Regions from separate parts of the Ovis aries genome. Here region 2 is linked to region 1. The links are chromatin contacts, called in public Hi-C maps. All regions are on one chromosome and are shown on one strand. The core of a region is the stretch at or near the end of the contact, and the rest is flanking DNA. Distances in the headings are between cores, read along the strand shown. Region 1 overlaps MYH9 (myosin heavy chain 9). Region 2 holds the start of TXN2 (thioredoxin 2).

Evidence for each region. A called contact is a pair of places that touch in the nucleus more often than the background predicts.
Region 2: a Hi-C map of blood shows a contact between it and region 1, with 3 times the contacts expected there. The contact joins the promoter of TXN2 here to the enhancer-like site in region 1. A contact is called at or near these places in 6 of 16 Hi-C or Micro-C datasets (blood, omental adipose tissue and tail adipose tissue).

The regions. Positions count from the first base shown.
Region 1 is chr3:180,404,019-180,409,238 of ARS-UI_Ramb_v3.0, forward strand. The region is part of intron 3 of MYH9 (myosin heavy chain 9); the gene reads right to left. Among named protein-coding and RNA genes, the nearest start is that of MYH9, 43 kb to the right of the region's middle. Within about 2 kb of position 1,998, at least 30 of the 54 cell types and tissues checked have an H3K27ac peak or open chromatin away from gene starts, as enhancers often do.
Region 2 is chr3:180,537,879-180,543,098 of ARS-UI_Ramb_v3.0, forward strand. TXN2 (thioredoxin 2) reads right to left here and starts at 2,531. Exons shown (of 4, transcript XM_004006719.5): 1 at 2,466-2,531; 2 at 1,374-1,636. The coding sequence starts at 1,636. It overlaps LOC105610956 (a long non-coding RNA gene), which reads left to right and starts at 2,720. Exons shown (of 3, transcript XR_001434419.4): 1 at 2,720-2,799; 2 at 4,246-4,358.

The DNA.
Region 1 (5,220 bases), core at 748-3,247:
GTTTTGCAGAGGAAGCCTGACAGGAGGCGTTTCTGATTTCCTCAACTCTTGCCCCAACCACTTTTTTGAAAGTGAAGTCGCTCAGTCGTGTCCGACTCTTTGCGACCCCATGGACTGTAGCCTACCAGGCTCCTCTGTCCATGGGATTTTCCAGGCAATAGTACTGGAGTGGGTTGCCATTTCCTTCTCCAGGGGATCTTCCCGACCCAGGGATCGAACCCCGGTCTCCCTCATTGTAGACAGATGCTTCACCGTCTGAGCCACCAGGGAAGGCCCCAACCACTCGGCATCCCTAAATCCACCTGCCCACATCCCCCAGAACCTGTCAATTTCTCTTTTTATAGAAGGTTGCGTCGGCACCTCTTAGGAGGCTCGTGAGGCAGGCACCGCCCCTGGTCTGCACAAGCCTGTCTCACGGCATTTGGCTCTGTTCCTGCACTCAGAAGCATCTCTTCTGGGTAGGGCTATTGTTTTTGTTTAGTCGCTTAGTCGTGCCCAACTCTTTGCAACTCCATGGACCACAGCCCACCAGGCTCCTCTGTCCGTGGGATTTTCCAGGCAAGAATACTGGAATATGTTGCCATTTCCTTCTCCAGGGGATCTTCCTGAGCCAAGGATCAAACCCAGGTCTCCTGCATTGGCAGACAGATTCTTTACTGCTGAGCCACCAGGGGTCAGGCAGGAGATGGGGGAGGGTGGAGGGAATTCTCAGTGACTCTCCCCCTGGCTTGGTTTACTGTGCTGGGGCCCCAGTGCATTCCGGCCAGAACCCTCCTTAACACACACCCCATAAGCTCTCCCCATACGGTCCTCTCTAGGGACACGGACCCTTGAGAGTCCAGCCCACTCCATTGTTTGCTCAAGTCCTTATTTGAGCCTATGTGGAATGAAGTCTTATTTGAAAACACCCTTCCTTCCTCCACTATAGAGGAGACAGACAGATAGGAATCCAACAGCCCAGAACCAGGGAAGTGCACCCACCAGAGAAAATCCAGTTCTGGGAAACAGGCTCCCACAGGATGAAGACAGTAGTCTGACTTAGGGCCCCTGAACCTCTCCTGCCCTGATCCTTCCTCAGCAGGGACAGGGTAGAGACAGGAACACGAATCTCTGCAGTGATTTTCAACTCTTTTAAAAGCTGCAGCAGGGACTTCCCTGGTGGTCAAGTGGTTGAGACTCTGCCTTCCAATGCCTTCTGGTTCAGTCCCTGGTCAGGGAGTTAGGATCTCACATAGCAAAAAACCAAAATGTTGAAACAATATTGTAACAAATTCAATACAGATTTTAAAAGCAGCAGCAGCCTTTCCTCAGGAAAATCTTCCTGAGTGCCCCATATGAAGAGTAGGAGACAAAAACCAGAGCTGCCTGGGAGGTGGAGACAGGGTTCCTGGGAACACACTTTACAACTACCGGTCCATGTGTCTGGAGCCACGGGGGAGAGAAGAAAGCCGCTGGCTGGGTGCCCTAGAGCCGGGACAGCACCCTCGTCCTGCACGTCCCCACAGGACGCCTAGCCCCTCAGCCTCCAGGCAATGGGAGGGCAGGGTTCCCTGGCAGCGCCGCTCCAAGGATCAAATGAGGCGGATGAATAAAGCCTGAGACACAGGGCAGGGTTTGGAGACTGACCGGAATGACCCCAGCCCTCTGCACCTTCCAGCTCTCCCAAATGCATGGCCTCCTCACAACAGTGAGAAAGGTTTTAAGTTACATATCCAGTGATGAGGCCATTCCCTCCCTGGATTTTATTTTAAACCCCAAATGCCCTGAGGCCTTTTGGAGCTGATTCTGATGTCCACATGGACAGGTGTTTCCAGCCAGCTCAGGAGGCCCCGTCGCAGGTTGTGAAGGGGGGCGGGGGGGAGCGCCAACCACAGGTATTTCAGGCCAGGTACAGGCTTTACAGGCTTTTGTGAGGGGCCTTCTCACTCACTTCCTCTGAGAAAGGAGCTGCCGATTCTTGTCCATAAAAGGCCACGCGGCTCACTCAGCCGTGATGTGACATCAGCCCCGACAGGAAGTATGGGAGGAAGGGAACAGGTCTGGTTCACCCACTGCGGCTGCCCAGGACTGACTCATCGGACGCTCACTCAGATAACGCCTGCTGGCCTTCCGCAGGGCTGCTCTCTGGAGGCACCTGGAACAGGGTTCTGCCTACAGGACCCGTCTTCAGATCAACCGTGTTTTTCTCTAGAACGGACTGAGATGTGGATACAGCCCAAGCAAAAATGAATTCACAGGGCAACTGCAGCTTCGACAGCCCACCTGAATGGGTGAGAGATGGCACAACCAGTGGGCCTGCGACTGTCCACACCAAGGCGGCTGTTTTTTTGCTAAAACTGCACAACAGACCCCCAGGTCGCCCACTGTCAGACCCCTGCTCGGTGTTGCCTGGGACAGAAGCCTCGAGCTGCGGGGACAAATTCCAGAGCTGCAGGTTACTTCTCCTGAGACTTGGTCACAGTGGGCGAAAACACCAGGCACTTTGCCAGGTGTAAAATGTGGAGAGACTTGTGGGTTTAAGCTCACACGTGGGGGCTGGGAAGGTTCTAGACAACAGGTGGTCCCATCAGCTGCATCTAGAAGTCAGGACACTAAGTCCTGAGAAACCCAATGACTTGGTCAAAGCATATAAGCTGGGCCAAGAAGCCAGGCCTCCAGATTCTTCCCCACACTGCTCCCATAGGCCAGGGCCTCAGGGCTGCACGTGACGTGCTATTCCCACTCATGAAGGGTCACGCCAGCCTTGCAAGCTGTCTGCTACTTTTTCCAAAGCCAGCCCAAGTCATGAGCTTGGGTTAAGTGCATAGGAAGCAAACAGAGGTGAGGAAGAGAGGGGGCAAAATAATGCCTCCTGTTAGTGGGTTGCTGCCAAGCCTTGGCGGCCTGTGTCATGGCACCCAAGGGAACCTACCAGCACCGCACTGCAGTCAGTGAGCAGGGAGAAAAACCCACTGATGGCTCCCAAGCACATGGCGGTGTCACCAGCCGTGTTCTCTTCAGGAACAAAGGTGGGCCCAGACCAAGCAGACACTTGAACCAGAAGCCAGGGGACCAACCCCACTCGGTGCCTCTGCCCACGCTCTCCCCCTGTAGGGGCGGGGTGTGGACTCTGCAGAGGCCCCAGTCCCCAGGCACAGGAGGCAGAGGTCTGGAAGGCATCCCCACCAGCACCGCTGACAATTAGGAAGAAACTCAAGGGACTGCTCTTTCATTCTGTTAGGAGGCCCCAGATAAGCCCCCTCTTGGTCAAAATGCATCCGGTGGCTCACACAGGTAAGCTCCTAGTGCACAGGTAAACCTGCCCAAACCACTGCTTCTGGCAGGCAGGGCTGGGAGCAAGAACTTCTCAGAGTGGGCTGCTGCTGAGGCAGCTCTCATGGGTCTGCCAGGATGGAGGGAGACTCAAAAGCCACATGTGGGTATAGACGGCCCACAGCAAAGGTCATGAGGACATCTGGAGAGATCTAACAACCCCTGAGGCCAGTTTCACCCTCTGAAATAACCCCTCATGGAAAAGGAAAGACAGGGAGGAGTCTTGGACAGAGAGCACTAAGCCACGGGTCACAGCTCTGCAGCAGAGAGGACAGGCGGGAAAGACAATGGGACACAGACAGGGAATGAGATGGACACCACCAGGCAAGCTCAGGACAAACCTGGCTTCAAGTTGGAGCACAAACAGCCCTCCCAGGAGGCAGCGGGCTTTGCGAACGTCCCATTGATGGGTTCGGTCCAAGTTAGAGAACCAGGACCATCAGGGCTAAGGAGACAAACTGCAGTGGCACGTGAAGATGCGCCCTGTAGAAGCCAGGGGGTGAAACGTCTTGAGAAGGACAAGCAAATGAAATAAAAGATGGGCTGGGGACTGTGGGGCCAGTATTTGCCCCCAGAACATGGCTTCTGTTCTTGGCTTTCAGCTTAGAGGTCTGCCGTATTGTGTCTGCAGTCCATCTTGGGTTGGAGAGACCAGCTCTTCAATAAGAGTCAGGAAGTCCAGTTGGAATGACACCCCAAGCCCCAGTCAGCACCACCTGTTTGCCAGAAGCACGGAGTTATTACAAAGGTCAACAGTGGGCCATTAGCCTTGGTCAAGACTAGAGGAATTTTACAGAAGCCACTGATGTTATCCTGAGTTTTACGCCTGCAGACTCTCAGCTCCCTTATCTCTTTAGGTTGGAGGAATTTATCTTGTTCTCCTCTGATAGCTAAATTCCAGAAATCAAGCAAGCAAAGGAAAGCAATCCTTTCCTCCAAGTGCACCAGTGTCCAGCCCTGACATACCGGGACACACTCTCTTGGGGTCTCCATCCAAGAACTTGAGAAAACAAGGAAAACGAGCTTGTAGGCAGCAGAGAGGTTAAAAGCACAAAGCAGCTTAGCCATTAGAGACGGTGCAGGTGAGTTTTTGTTGTTTGCATGTTGCGGGGAGGAAGATGTGAAGTAACAGAGACATGGGGCCAAGTTCTCGGCCACCCGCAAAGTTTCAGGTTCCGAGAGGTCACTTCTTTCTTCTCTCCCACTTCAGTCGGCCCAAAGCAAAGCAAAGCCGGCCTGCTGGGTTGAATCAAAAACAAAACAAAAAAGCAAGCCAAGAGCTGAATCCTTGAAAAGGACTCATTAACCACAGATTCCTCTTCTAGAAAGGACATTTTATAGAAATGAGACTGACAGGCGTGACCACATTGTAAGCAGGCAGCCTCATTTCAGGAGCTGACTTTCCTTCTGGGGGCCCTGACCAAGCAGCCTCTATGCAGGCGCTCTGGAGTTGGGATGGCAGGCCCAGGGCTGCCTGTCACGATGCCCCTCTGGTAGCCCACCAGCACATAAACAGAGGACTGCTCCAGAGCCAGGGAGGAACTGTCTCTCGTGTGCACGACACCTTCCTGAAGACCCACCCTTGAGGCTCATCAACCCCAAGGCCCAAGGACCAGATCAGACAAGCTGGTGGCTGCATCTGCCAGCACACGCCTTGTGTCACGTGGTGACTGTGGGGATGGCAGCTAGATGAGCCACTTCCTGTCCGTGCCGGTACCCAGAGCCTGGCCTCTCGTAGGAGGCTCACCAAGGAGACTTTAAGAAGCCACCTGAGAAAGTGTGTGCTTATCACCTTCTTCAAGCACGTGGGAGAGTGTGTGATAAGCAGTTCTCGCAGAAGGCAGGGACTGTTCATTCAGGACATGGCATCTCCAGGCCCCACTGCCATCTTCTATCGGACATCATCAC
Region 2 (5,220 bases), core at 1,281-3,780, 130 kb after region 1:
CTGAGGCCCATACAAGTTCCCAGAACTGTGCAAGGTCTGGGACTGCATCCAAGACTGTGTTCCAAGGGTCCTCTTTGAGGCCCAGGTTACTCTGTGATCCCTGAGGCCCTGGGTCAACCGCCATGACTGCACTGGACACAGATGTTCCCCTCCAAGTGGTAAGCCTAGGCTGTTATCCCTAAGTATGTGGCACTAAGGACAGTGGCTGGCACTCAATGAACAAATTCAACCCTTGCTTTCTTGGTGGGGAAGAAGATGAGGCATCAGCCAACTCTTCATCCATCTTGGAAGCTCTCTCTGGTGTACTCACCAGACCAGGATGGCAGGATAGCTCTGCCTTCCATGAATCCTTGGTTGGTGACTCCCGTTTTATTCTCAGCCTTTAAAACCCTTTGCATTCAGAGATTCCAACAAATAAACTCACAACACCTAAAAACCCAGTCTGCAAGGCTTTATCTCCCACCACAAGTGAAGACAAGAAGGAACAAGGCCACCACATGGCCTGCCCAAGGTACATGGTGAGTCAGAGAAAGAATAGGAACAAAACCAAAAGAATCTGTCAGTGGTTTGTCCAGAAGGCCTTCCAACTTTTAACTCAGGCTACACTGGTTCCTTTCAGGCTGCCCTATTTTGAGGGGTTTGTCCAGTTGTTTTGGAGTCAGACATTGAGCCAGGTCTCAAAGGTCCAGAAATGAAGAAGGCCAGGCCAACCACCAGAAGACCATAGGCACTTAAATATCCCTAAAACGAACTCATACAGCATTGGAAAGAAACTCTCTGCCCATGGCCTGCAAGTGTGGGCACCACTGCAATGGCACTGAAAACTTTTTGCCAGCCCTTTCCAGTCTGGATGGCAAGAGGTTAAAATAAAACTAACTCTCTGCAGGGATCTGTATACATTTGGTATACACCAAAGGGCAGATGATGCTAGAGGCATGTTTTCCCTGAGTTGAAAACGACCTGAGCCTCTTGGGCAGTGAGATACAGAATATAAGTGCTTCCAAGCACTAATCATAGTGAGTTTTTAAAAGTTATTTTTAATTGAAAGATAATTGTTTAACAATATTGCATTGATTTGTGTCATACATCAACATAAATAAGCCATAGATATACGGAGTGAGTTCTGAAGACTGTTTACTAGTCTGTCTCCTATCAAACTACACGTAATCTTTGCGAGAAGGGATTGGGTCTCCTCAGCCTTTGCAATGAGTCTAAGTATGTTGTTGTTCATTCACTTAGTTGTATCTGACTTTTTGTGACCCCGAGTCCATCTATGAGAAGTATCAAACGGAGTACTGAGACACAGAAGCCTCTCAATAAATAAATACCTGAACAAGCCATACCCCAGGCTTTCGCGAAACCCCAGGACTCACTGTGCATGGAAATCCACAACCACTGGTGTCTCACTATTGACAACTCGGTCTTGAAAGTCAGGTCCATCTTGGATGTTAAAGGTTGTTGAACAGACTCTGGTGGTGTATATAGACCGGGCTTGGCTGGGTGCTACTGTCAGGTAACCAGGACTGTACTGTGGGGTCTGCAGGGCCCTGGAGGCAACGGGTGCCCACCGACTCTGAGAGGGCTTCCCAGAGATTATGGAGGTCAGGAACCTCCTCAGAAGAAGTCGCTGAGCCATCTGTGAGGGGAAGAGGCAGGGACAGTGGGGGCAGTCAACATATCAGGAAATAATAATAAAGACGCATGTGGGAGTACGGTGGTGGTGGTGGTGGTGGTGGTTGGTGAGGGGGAGGTTCAAGACGCAGGACCAGAAGTAAAACGCTGGAAAATAATCCATAAGATTTCTGGAGTAGAGGTGAGTAAAGGATGAGAATCAAAGGGAAGGAATCAATAACCAGCACAGGTTAAAAAAAAAAACAAAAACAAACAGTACCAGAAAACTGGGTCGACAACCAATGAATCAGGATCTTACGGAATTACAACAGAAGAGGAGGAACCAATATTTACAAAGCATCCCCTAACAGTCAGGTATCTTACGTACATTAGTCTTCCTAGATCAACGTTGCGAATGTTTCAATAACGCTATCACTCAAAAGGATTCCGAGGCTCAGGTAAATTGTGACATGCCCAAAATACATTATTAAATAAGAGTCAACAATGGAACCCAAGGCGGTCTGAGAAATTCTTACTCTATCGATTACTCTCCCTAAAAGTATTTTAATGGAAAATTAAAGACAAAGAGAGGGTTGTCAAAGGATCAGGAAAGAGGAACCACAATTCAGGGAGCAACGAAGAGGCATGGGGGCAGGAATGTGGGGGAACTAAAAAGGAGGGACGTGTGTGTAGAAGGAACTGGGGAACTGGACGTCAGCAGGGACCCCGGCTCCTCGGAAGACAGGTTCCCCCCTCCACGGTCTCCGCCCGCTGGGCCGCCGGCCCGCACAGGAAAACGCCTGCAGTGTGCCTCAGCCGCGACATCACCTCGAGCCACCCCAAGGGCCTCCTACCTCCCTGCAGCGAGAGCGGAGGGATGCACAGCGGGTCCCTCCGCACCGGTCAAGGGCACTTCTGTTGTCACTTCCCGAGGGGGCGAGCCTTTACCGTCACTTCCGGGGACGGGCAACCTAGAGCAAGTCTTTCCGTAACGCGAGGAAAGACGGGGGCGGAGCCTCAGCTGAAAACCGGAAGAGAAGGACTCCTGGAGGAAGAAACCGGAAAGGGGGCCGTTCTTTAGGGGAGAGACCGGAAGGGGCGTGTCTCCAGAGGAGGAGCCGGAAGAGGCCGGCAGGCCGGAGGGGAGGAGCCGGAAGAGGAAGGGAAGGAGGAGAGGGCGTCCGCAAGGTACTGGCTGGAGAGAAGGGCGGGAGGTGTGGTTCCGGAGTTTGCAAACTCTTGGCTTATCGGCCGTACAACATCGACCACTCCTTTGTCTCATTGTCTCGGTGCTTCTTCGGAGCCAAAGAGGGCGCATTGTGGCCCTTGGGTGTCGCAAGCGACTGTATAATCTCAGGGTTTGGGGCAAGTCACCCTGCCCCTGGGGGCTTCAGTTTCTCAATATGTGACCTGAAAGGCTATACTTATTCTCCCCCCAGGACCCTCAAGCTCGTCTCTTTGGAATGCTGGGGAACTGGGCCCAGACTAGATACCAGATGGCCATGTTACTTGGAGGGCTTGCCTTTGAGGCCCCTCGTAAAGTGTGATGACCTGTGAACCTGCTTGGGCCTGGGTCTTGCTTGCACATCTGTTGTCACTGTCATGGACAACAGGGGTTTAGGCACGTGTGTCCCAGGCTGGTGTCTCAGTCACCCCTTGTCTCTCCTGCACCCTGTACCTTACCTTATGACCTGTTCTGTGAATACATCAGTGCCTTGTCCTTCCTCCTTGCCTTTGCTTAAAAAAAATTTTTTTTCCCCTCTGTCCACTTGGTAGAATACCTCCTCATCACCTCTTCTTCGAGCAACATTTCTTGCCTCCTTCTCCCTGGTGCTTTGTCCAGAACTTTGACACGTTGCACAGTGTCTGTCTTCCACGAGATCATGTGCTTCCTGAGAGTAGGGATTTGTAGCTTTTACACATTTCCATAGGCCCAGCACCAACCTGATACAGTGCCTGACTCACAGAGAATGTGCCATAGATGCTTATAAAACTGCATATCTTTTGCTATCCCAGAGAATGGTTCACAGTCTGAGTGGTTGGTTATATGGCTTGCCCAAGGTCATGAAGCAGGTAAATTGGCAGAGCCCCATCTCTCACGCCTCCATTTCAATCTACACTACAGCCAGTGGGAATCCTAATTACATAGAGTTTGCTTAAATCTCTCTTCTATGCTTGTGCTGTGTAGTTGCTACTCCCAATGACTGGAAGGCTTTTCCCTCTACTGTCCATCTGAGGAAGTGCTGCCAGCTACCAGATTAGGCATCATCTCTGGAGACACACCTGATCCTCTTTGAGTGGGGTTAAATTGCCTCCACTGAGCTTCCACAGCCCCTGTGCATCTATCCGTCAGTCAGGCACTCAGTGCCCGAGATTGTTTCTGTTTACTCCTCCCTCACTATGCTGTCTGCACCTGGTGGTCTGTCTCTCCGTTGCTTACTTTGGAATACAGCTGTGTATGGTTGTGCATATGTGCTCAGTCGAGTCCGACTTTTGTGACCCCGTGGACTAGAACCCGCCAGTCATCTCCATCTATGGAATTTTCCCAGCAAGAATACTGGAGTGTGTTGCCCTTACATCCTCTAGGGGATCTTCCTGACCCAGGGATTGAACCTGCCTTTCCTACCTTGGCAGGTGGATTCTTTACCACTGAGCCACTTGGGAATCCCTGGAAGGTAACTCTATGCTCACCACTGTACCACCAACATGCTGACTTTGGGGCATGGATCATCCATAGGAGGTGCTCAGTGAGTATGTGTTCCATGAACAAAGAACAGGGGCCCAAATCATACCTTTGACTCCAGATCCTATTTTCCCTACCACATTGCATGGGCTAGTTGTGCCCTTCCAAAGTCATTGCCATGTTTTCCTCCAGCTCATTTTGGCCACATCATGCTGTTATTTGTTCTCTGTCCAACTGGCAGGTTCACTGGCTCACTCCGCAGGCAGGCAGGGACACAGCCACAGCTGTTCAGGGACCTTCCTCTGGGATGGGGTGATGACCTCCTTGGAACAGGTCTACATTCCCTGGTCAGCCTTCCACTAAATAGAGTCTCTTGTCTGTTGTGGGCAGGAGACCAGGGGCGGGCATGGGCAGGCATGGTCTCCTCCACCTTGTCTGACCTCTTGTTTTTGCCTCTGCCTCCACCTAGGACTGGAGCCAACAGTGATGATCTGTAGCGGGACCCCAGGCCCCTTGCCTCTCCTGAGGTCAGCGTCCGTTGGTGCAGCTGTTGCTGTTAATGCCAGATGCCATCTGGCAGGGGCGCTCCCATCCTGACTGTTTTCATTTCTGTTTTTCTGTATCTTCAATGCTTTATTTTCCAGGGCCTCTTTGTTCAGTCACTAAGTCACAACTCTGCGACACTGTGGACTGCAGCTCACCAGGCTTCCCTCTCCTTCTAATTAACCCTGTTTAGCATTTCCACAGCATTTTCTAGAAAGTCAATTTCCCTGATTAATTCACATCCTGAATTCCAAAGGAGGACCAGTCCTGTTTATCCTCACTCCATAGTCGCTGCACCTCCATTGACCTCAGGCTTCTCTGCTGAGAAATGAGAAGGATGCCTTCCTCATAGAGGGCTGTGAGGTTGCAAGAAGGGTGGAGCA